2 separate regions of the Mus musculus genome follow, and region 1 is linked to region 2. A link is a contact called in public HiChIP or PLAC-seq data. All regions are on one chromosome and are shown on one strand. Each heading gives the region's core, a stretch centred on a gene start, on an enhancer-like site or on the middle of the called end of the contact. The rest is flanking DNA. Distances are from core to core; before and after follow the strand shown. Region 1 overlaps Gm30790 (predicted gene, 30790). Region 2 has its middle 17 kb from the start of Gm52253.

Region 1 (5,083 bases), core at 2,521-5,020, 350 kb after region 2:
GTGACAAACAGACAATGTCCTGATTCCATAGAGAATCATAGGGGAAATTATCTTGTCATATGCAATGGAAGGACCCATGCACAATAACTCAACACATGCACAAACTAAAATTCCCTGTTCCTTTTGATCTCTGAAGACTTTGGCTTCCCCACTTACAGTGCTTTTTCCTTATGAATTTGGACTGATGCAGAATCATGGGTAAATTAGGCAATAGCTGTATAAAGACATGGAAATTAGGAGCAAGCCGAGCAAAAATGGTCCTTACTCTTATGTGCTTGTCACTGGTGCTTAAGAAAACATACGGAGAAAAGCCTTACTTAGCCAAGGAGATATAGATTTATGGCTATTAGGAGTCTACCTATAGAACACACGGTCTTTATATTTGAAGACCTTTAAGTGACAATCAGGGAATGCCAAAAGCATCAACTAGGGTCTCTTTCTCATGAGGTTACAGGGATCTGGAGAAGCTTTCACTCCTCCTTCAGGTATAACTCCATTATTAGTCATCACATAAAGACTCTTTGTCCATGAAAAGGGTCCCATGCAGAAAGTCTTATATCATAGTCATGGAAAAAGGTTTTTTAACGAGTGAAAACATTTGTCTTTAACCATGATTAAATGCCTGAGAAATACGTATCTTTACAGAGAAGAGAATGAGCTAAGTGCAAAAACAGGTTTCTACTGCTGCTCCCAAAAATAAAGCACAAATGACTAGAGGGGATGGGAGCACAAAGCATTTCCGAGCCAGGAAGCTCAAGATGTCTTTCAGGTCTATCATAGCCATTCCTATGTAAAGACCTAAAAATAGAAGAGAAAGACTGCTCTTCCCTTTAGAAAGTGGAATGAACCAAAATAACATCAGGTGTCAGTTGCATCAAACTCACCAACTGCATTACCTTTTGTTTTGTTTTGTTTTGTTTTGTTTTGTTTTGTTTTTGTTTTAGGCCTTCTGTTTATTAAGGCTATACCCATAGCAGGCTAAAGTGCTTCTTTAGTTTGCTTTGGGTTTGGTTTTGGTTTGTTGTCAAAAGAATATGTTTTAGTGTTAAAGAGAAGAGTAACATCAAGAAGCAAACACTCATGCTAAATGTGGATAGCTGTTCTGAACATATACTACATTTTTTTTTCCTGTTGTGATTCTTGGTCATGTTAATTAAGTGGACAGAATCTCACACTTCATTATCTCTTTAGTTTATTTGAAGCAGGGAAACCTTAAGTTATGACTTTGTGTTGTTGTTTGAGTACCAGGACTCCAGCTTTGACAGTATCCTTCATGCTACAGGAGTTAATGGGCCTATATTTAATGACTTGTAAAGTTTGTTTTGATGTTCAATGGATGTTATACACCAATTAGGCATAAAAATGGCCCTTGAAATATATTTTATCTGTAAGCCAAGAACTTATCTGTGAACAAACATTCACTGGACAGAGCTAATAAAATTATGAAAACATAGATTTATGTTGATGCCCTTTCTTTCTCTCTTTCTTTCTCTCTCTCTCTCTCTCTCTCTCTCTCTCTCTCTCTCTCTCTCTCCCTCCCTCCCTCCCTCCCTCCCTCCCTCCCTCCCTCCCTCCCTCCCTCCCTTCCTTCCTTTCTTCCTTCCTTCCTTTCTTTTTTTTTTTTCTGGAGCCACACAGCTTCTGTTTTGAGACAGAACCCTGCTATCTAGTTCAGGTATCCTTTCACTTTGGCCTCCCAAGATCTGATGTTGCAGACTCAAGCCACCATATCTTGTCAAACTCTAAAACATATAAAACTTTCTTATAGGAGTTCGGCACTTTGGCATGATCCAAGAAAGAACATACTTCCTTGAAGGCCAGGTGCAGTACACAGTATCTTATCACTCCTGGAGTTCCCTGTATAAAGCTTCCATTTAAATATTTGTTGACCCTATAGCCTATATGGCATTATTTTACAAATCAGAAGTCAACTCAACCTTCCTCCAGGAAGGTAGCACTCCAGAGGAGTCAGGCACAGCTCCTTGGGACATAAACAACACATTTCATGCTGCACTGACATCTGTCCTAGCCTCTTTGAAATTAATCACAGATATTATAAGTTGTAAGAGAATGGTTGTTTAAGCAAATTTGGAGGATTATCAGCCTGACACAAGTTTAAACAATTATCTAAGTCACACATGAGAAAAGATCCACAGGACCCACGATGTTTTTTATTTTTTTAACTATACCAAAAAAACAACAAAACACTATAATGGTGAAACTACATTTTTCAAGAATCGGAGGTGAAAGTAGAGAAGAAATGGGGGCTTTAGAATGGAGGATCTAGAGAAAGTACCCAAGGAGCTAAAGGGATCTGCAACCCTGTAGGTGGAACAACAATATGAACTAACCAGTACCCCGGAGCTCTTGACTCTAGCTACATATGTATCAAAAGGTGGCCTAGTCGGCCATCACTGGAAAGAGAGGCCCATTGGACACACAAACTTTATATGCCCCAGTACAGGGGAACGCCAGGGCCAAAAAGGGGGAGTGGGTGGGTAGGGAAGTGGGAGGGGTATGGGGGACTTTTGGGATAGCATTGGAAATGTAATTGAGGAAAATATGTAATAAATAAAAAAAAAAAAAGAAGGAGGAACTTTATATGAACCTGCACCAAGAGGGCCTAGTGTTCTTGCTGAAACTGACATAGTTGATGCTGTACTTAAGAGGCCCACTGGTAACTCCACTGTGACCTCAGCATCTTGCTTTGTAAAGTGATGAAATCTCAGACTAGACAACAACGTTTACATTTTGGTCAAGCAATCCAAACTTCTGTCCTCCATCTTCTGCACTGGTTGGAACTGTTCCAGGGATGTTTATATGAGAAGTGAGAACTGACTGTGAGCAAAACAGAAACAGATACATGCCTCATAAAAGGAACTGGGTTCCTGATCTACAAGTTTGTTAAAGTGGAAATATGCTTTACCTTGTTGAAAAATGAAGTAATATCAGAAATCATAAATTACTTCATGGGATATTTTGAGATAAATATTATTTTCAGTATTTAATTCTTATAGGTAAATACCTTCCATGTCGATTCTAAAATACATAAGTAATTTATGACAGTTATTTCACCAGTGCCTTGATTTAATTTTATTTTTCCATATTTTGTACCTGTTGAGTACACTTACATACCAATATACATGTGGTCTTAAACTAATTGTCATAGGAATAATCAAATTTATTAGAATATATGATGAAAACAAAAATCTTTTCTATAGAGAGAAGACACTTTCAGTTTCCATCTGGGTCACACATTTAGCATGTAAATGACAAGTGTCTTGAGTACTCGTTTTGACATTATCTTTGTGTGTATATTATCCCTTCTGGATCTACAGGAAACTCATGCATAAAAATTCTCTGCAGGGAGGTAGGGGTACCATTCGTTGGAAGGAGATAAATAAACAAATAGCTTTCCCCACTGCATTGAAGTGCTTGTTTCCCCCAAGAAGACCTGTTGTTTGAAGGCCAACCCTGTTCCTAAATCCAGAAACAGGAAATACTAACGTGTTCTTGCACATTCGAATGGCCCGTCTGGCAGGAAAGCAGATAGAATTGTGAACTTTTTTTTTTTTTTAAAGAGACATTGGCTACCCTCTCCCCCTCCATTTCTCAGCCTCACCCCCTTTCAACCAAGGCCACTACATGCTGAACAAGCACCCAAAACAACCAATAAATGAAAGGAAACTCACAGGTCACTCTGGGTCGTTATTTTCACATACCTTTGAATAATGAGAGCATCACATGTCAGCTAGAGGAGAACAAAATGTCACATTCTCCAGCTAAAGGTCAGCCTCGGTCATAGGTCACAGAAGGGAGGCCAGGAAATAACCTAAGAGGTTAGGCTGGGTGCACAAAGAAAGGTCACCAAATGTCAATGAAAGCATGCAGCTGTTGGGAGATGAAACAACTGAGTCACCCTTTTGTGCTGACATCGACTAGAAAAAATGTCTCTGCTGACATTTTTCATTCGTTTTTTTTTTCTTTTTCTACTTTCTTTCTTTCTTTCCTTCTTTCTTTCTTTTTCCTTTTTTTTCTTTTTTAGCTTGCTGTTTTATAAGACAGAGACACCAATGTACCCAACCCCAAATTAGCCTTTTTAAAAAGCAACAGTTTAGAACTTAAGTGCAGCAGTTTCCAAAGACTCAAAACTATGGCATTTTTTTAATCTCAAATGATTATGATACACAGCAATGGGCCTGTAATAGCAATTTTAGATTTCATCTGAGCTCATGTGTTAGCAATGAGGCCTCAGGATAGCTAGGGATCAGTCACTAGTGTCTTCATACCATTAAGAACTATGATTACTCCTTTCACTAGGAGATACTCAGATTCTCTGCCTTTTACAGGGACTGAAGACATGAATTATCCTGCATTGTACTTGACCTAGCTTTTGGGAGTTTTTGATCTAGTTTAAAAAAAAAAAAAGTATTCACAGAGGCAAGAAAAAGAGCATGTGGACTTAAGTCTCATTTTAAAGGAATTTTAGGAAAACACTGGTAGACTATATCTAAGTATCAAGCCTGCTTTCAGATCAATCGCTCCTTGTTAAATGTCAGCGCTAATAGAAACCCTGCTTCATGACCTTTCTCTTGGTGGCGGCGATGGTGTCCCTAAGTGAGTACAGTCACCGAGCTCAACAGGAAGGAAGCTCAGGCACTGGAGATTATTGAGACACTTGGCTTACACACAGTTCTTTAGCAGCTCTGCTTTTCTGGGGTCTGTTTTATACACACACTTGATATGGCTGAAGGAACCATTTCCAGACAATGCCAGAACCTTCTGCTTCTACAGCATCTTCTACTTATCCCCAGACAGGAGACCACATTTCACAGCAAGATATCTTCCTCTGGCTTCCCTAAAGTGGCCTCAGTTTACATCGTAGGCAGGTCCAGGTTTTATGAGCCAATTACATCATTTTCATGTCACTGTGTCAATTCTATATGATACGAAGAAAGAACATTTTCATTTGTACAATAAAAATAATGAAAATATAAAAGGACATTAATAGATAATTATGCATACATGAATGTTTATATGTTCCTAAGTAGCTTCGGGTGAGCTATAGAATCCTCACAGACTC
Region 2 (4,664 bases), core at 1,086-3,585:
GAAATGTGGGCGATTATTTTAGAAATTCTGCCTACCACCTGCTTACTTCTGTTCCCCTGGCCCACATTTATTCAGGACTCATGAGTGCTTTCCAGGTGCTCTGTTACATGTCTTCTGTGGATTATTTATTTAGCATTGGCAGTATCCCTTTGAGGTGGGTACTATTGTCACTCTTGGAGAGGGACACATGTTTAGAACCACTAACTTCCTTGTCAAAGGTTACAAGGGTAGAAGCAGTGGTGTCAGGAGGCAAGCTTCATTCTTGGCTCCTCCCTAGTTTTTCACCAGTCCCCTGGCCCCTTGGAAGAAAGCTTCCAGAATATCAGACTAAACTTACCTATAGAAATCAAAGCTTCAAAAATGTTATCTCCTTAATGTTTGTATGTCATTAGCTTTAGTAAAATTTCATATGGACAAATAAAAGAGGCTTTCTGCATTTCGGAAAGGTTTTAAATATACTGTGATTTTCAAGAATAAGTAAAACCTGCCCCATTTTAAATGCAAAGGAGCAGCTGTTGTCATTTTTATGAGGTAGATTTTTAAACTTTGCTTCTAGTAAATCTAGTTACCTATACCCCACCAGAGCCACAAATGTCTCTAGACTATTTGTGTGTGTGTGTGTTATTCAAGATCTCCTGCTTGACCTCAGAGCAGAGCCTCAAATGACAGAGGGCTCAGAGCTTTGAATGGCTGAGTTAGCATGAAGGCTTCTTGTCTTTTGAAGCGTCAGTAGCAAAATGTGGCCGTCTTTACACTACGTCTCACACCCTTGGCAGGCTGCCCCACGTTTGTGCCAACCTGTCGGCCAGAGGCTGGAGCCCATTTGAGCTCTGAACATTCTCAAAGCCCCACCTTGCAAGCAACATTCAGTTTCCAAACTTTCATGCATGATGTGATCTTTTGCTTTGGACCTAAATTGTTGGCCTTTTGTGGGAACAAATATTGTCCCAATCACCTCCACTAGATCCAATACTGAGGGGTCTGGTCCAAGACTCCAACTAAAAAGTTTTGAGAAATACACTGTAGCTAAAAATTAATCTAGTAGCTACCAATTCGGGAAGATGGCTATACTATGTCTTGGATTAGACTGTACATTAGTTTTTTTTCTATCTAATGTTTTAAGTATAGAAACATAGATACGTCAGGGAGTCGAGTTAGAGCAATCTTCTTTTGGTAATTCCTAAATTAGCCTGTGTACATTTTCTGACCAGGTCTAAGAGCCAAAACCCAAAACAGAGGAATAACAATTCACTGTGTGTACCAGTTAACCATTATAAATGCTGCCATCCAAAAGCTGCCTGATTTGTAACATTTAATGTGGAATTTATGAATTCCTATAAACCATTTATGTTTCACTTAGCGCCCATTTGAGCGTTGAACATTTGTTTTAATGCAGCAAATTAGTGTCAGAACTTTCAAAGCAAGAGGCTAAATTGTTCATTGTCTTGCAAGAAAACAGTCCTTGTCCTCACTTTTAAAGCATGAGACAGCAAGGAGAAAAAGCCAACTTTAAAAAGTCCTTGCCTCAGAAAAGGCATCGCTTGTCTCTAACACTCACAGTTTGTGACTTGCTGTATAGTGTTGGCTTCTAATCTTAACTTCACTCCAAGACTCCGACATTTACAATATGAGTCTCTAGGGTCCCGGGTCAAAGTCCGGGCTAACAGCTTGGTAGTGCTACCCACAGGGCAGCAATAAAAGCTCAAGGCCTTGTCATAACACCCGGTACTTACACCTATTTAAAGGCCTGATATCTTTATTTGAGGTAAAACTCTTTCCAAAATAGCCTTTCAGTGACGCAGGCATTTCCAATTTGATCTTAAATGCCTATTTATTTTATAATTGCTCTTTGGAAGCAAGGAGTTCATTAGTCTTTATTGATTCCATGGTACCCTTCCCAGATGACACCCTGTACATGACAACCCAAATATGTACCATACCCAACACTGAAACAATGCTACATGAACAGTCACTCAAATAGAAGAAATCCGACGTATCATCCTATGGTCATAAAATTGTACTTGAGGGGGACTTGTATCTTGCACTTGACTAGCAAAAAGAGTCTACTTCTAGTGATGTACATGTTCAACCCAGTCAAAGAAGCCGTGTATATGACAACTGATGAGCAGCCCATAGTTAGACTAAGCTCTTACGTTTATTCAGGTGAGGTAGGTATTCAACAAAGATGGTTTCTCAGAAGATTGCTGCAAAAGCGCTGCTGGCCAAGTGCCACCCAGGAAAGTCTCTCAGACCCGTGGTTCAAAGGAGGCAATGAAGTGGAACCATTTCTCCTATCAGCATTCTGTTTGAGTAAGAGGTTTCATTTTTCAATCAGTTTCCTGTAAACTAACTAAAAACGGAGCTGGCTAATGTGTAGAAGACACATATCCTGACAAAATCCCCTGAGCTCATCTGGATCAGGCACCAAAACGGACTCAAACAAATGGAAAATATATCTCATATACTAGCTGTACTTAGTATTTGGTACACAATATGCATTTGTTGTTGTTGTTCTTTTTGTTTTGTTTTGTTTTGTTTTTTTGAGCTGGGGTTTTAAGAGTGGAAGGCAGTGGGATGACAGCATGATAGAATTTTCACTTTCCTCATCTTGGCTTGGAGGGTTTTTGTGTTTTGTTTTTGTTTTGTTTTGTTTTGTTTTGTTTTGTTTTGTTTTGCTTTGCTTTCGCTTTTGCTTCGCTTATATGCAAGAGGGGTTTGTGGTAAGTTTTGGTTTGGTTTGGATTGGTAGACCACAAGATGGTAAATGAGAAATGTGATTAAGCAGGCCAACTGTAATGCATGACTAGAATCTTGATAAGTCAAGAGCTAATAGTAGAAGTCCTATGGTTCTGAATCCATTGATAATTTAAACTATCACACAACTTTAGTTCTGTGAACTTGGGTTCATGAAGCATGATACAAGGTTGTCCAGGGTCTTACAGGTACCTTTCAGGGTTGCTGGGAAAATACCTATGTTTGTCTCTTTCATGACATAAAATGTAAGTGTATTATAGAAATAAAATTGATAAACGTCTATGAACCTCTCAGGTGAGAAAATGTGTGAAGTTGAGCTGTGACTGATAACTTAGAACATTATCAAGCAATAGGGACTGAAGGTAACTATTGAACATCATGTTTCAAAATTCATAGAAAGATATTATAAAGCAAGAAATATGTGTTCAATGGAAAAGGAATATGGAGGAGATACCTATTTTAAAAATAGAGATTATGGGGAAATCCAGAATAGAGAGATTGCTGACAATAAAGGGATAATAAATGTTATCAAAATTATTGATTCAGATAATATGTGGTAAATTTGATAACATAAAAGAACGGATCACCAAGAACAAATACAACTTTCATTTTGAAGCCAGGCCGTGTTTTCAAGAAGGAATCCATTATCTTTTTCTTCTTTTTTAGAATAGGTGTAGCCTAAGTGACCAGATAGTTAAACCAAAGAGAAACCTCTACTGAAAACGGAGTGATTATATATATGTAATAATAAATGTATATATATGTTTGTGTAGAGGAGTTTGAACCCAGCAACATGGCTATTCTGGCTGGAATACAGACACAACTTTGCTTTCAGTTTAGCTTAATTTTCTGTTGTTTTTGTTTGCTTGTTTTGTTTCTTTTTCGCAAACAGAATCTCATGTATCCCAAGCTGGTTTGAATTCATTACAGAGCCAAACTTGGCCTTCAGTTCCTGATCATTATCCCTCCACTGCCCATGTTCCTGAGATCAAACTACTTCCCTAAAAAAGCCTAGTTTCTGCCTAGTTTGATGACATAGAAATGGGTAACATGAAAGGTATAATTAGGGAAAAAAAAGTACCTGTATCAATTGTTTTTTTTGTTTGTTTGTTTTTTTGTTTTTTTTTTTTTTTTGGTTTTTGGTTTTTGGTTTTTCGAGACAGGGTTTCCCTGTGTAGCCTTGGCTATCCTGGAACTCACTTTGTAGACCAGGCTGGCCTTGAACTCAGAAATCTGACTGCCTCTACCTCCCGAGTGCTGGGATTAAAGGCGTGCGCCACCACGCCCTGCTCAATTGTTAATTTTAAAGGCAAGAAATGCTAATTCTGTCTAGTGTTGTGAAAACCAAAATGTTGGAAGCCCAGCAGTTCTCTGTGTACACCACCGTCCTCCTTTCATCATATTCATTGTACCATGGTAATACATTGCTAATCTTGACAGGGTTATGTGTTCAGAAACGATCCCTTTTCATTAAGAAACGTTTCTATCAAGAATGACTGATGATAAATAGAAGGGTGTCCAGATCCCTCTAAAGATGCCGAAGGAGTTAGAACTGGGTCCTGAGCTTAACGCCAGCGTAGCAGCCGTGTGGTTCTGTGAAAGTTGTCATTCTATTCTCTTGTCTGTTCAATGTAAAGTAAGAATAGTGTTAAAGCACGTTTGCAGAGTTAACAGAAGGTTAAATAGATCCAATGAGAAAAGCCCAGGAAACACGCAGCACAGAGTGAGTGACGTATACGTTGCTGTTCGTTTTATAGTAATACGAAGTAGTTTCAGAAGTCCACTAGTTTCTCCCTTTAAAGTGTGGGCAATGGAGTCATGTTTGGGTTTGTTATCTACGATGCAATGCAGATGACATTGAAGGAATCCCCGTGCATCTATGAACTACAGCCCAACACAAATGTAGGTTC

The links. HiChIP or PLAC-seq counts read pairs in DNA pulled down with a chosen protein or histone mark.
Region 1: a contact with region 2 is called in an H3K27ac HiChIP or PLAC-seq map of regulatory T cells, with 5 times the contacts expected there. The contact joins two enhancer-like sites. A contact is called at or near these places in 2 of 39 promoter capture datasets (cranial neural crest and liver), 1 of 484 Hi-C or Micro-C datasets (bone marrow-derived macrophages) and 1 of 115 datasets of contacts at active chromatin or transcription factors (regulatory T cells).

What each region holds. Positions count from the first base shown.
Region 1 is chr16:76,759,286-76,764,368 of GRCm38.p6, forward strand. All of the region lies in intron 1 of Gm30790 (predicted gene, 30790), which reads right to left. Among named protein-coding and RNA genes, the nearest start is that of Gm30790, 17 kb to the right of the region's middle. Within about 2 kb of position 3,771, at least 41 of the 459 cell types and tissues checked have an H3K27ac peak or open chromatin away from gene starts, as enhancers often do. A contact at or near this core is called in regulatory T cells, where this site is marked.
Region 2 is chr16:76,413,951-76,418,614 of GRCm38.p6, forward strand. No RefSeq gene overlaps it. Among named protein-coding and RNA genes, the nearest start is that of Gm52253, 17 kb to the right of the region's middle. Within about 2 kb of position 2,336, at least 16 of the 459 cell types and tissues checked have an H3K27ac peak or open chromatin away from gene starts, as enhancers often do. A contact at or near this core is called in regulatory T cells, where this site is marked.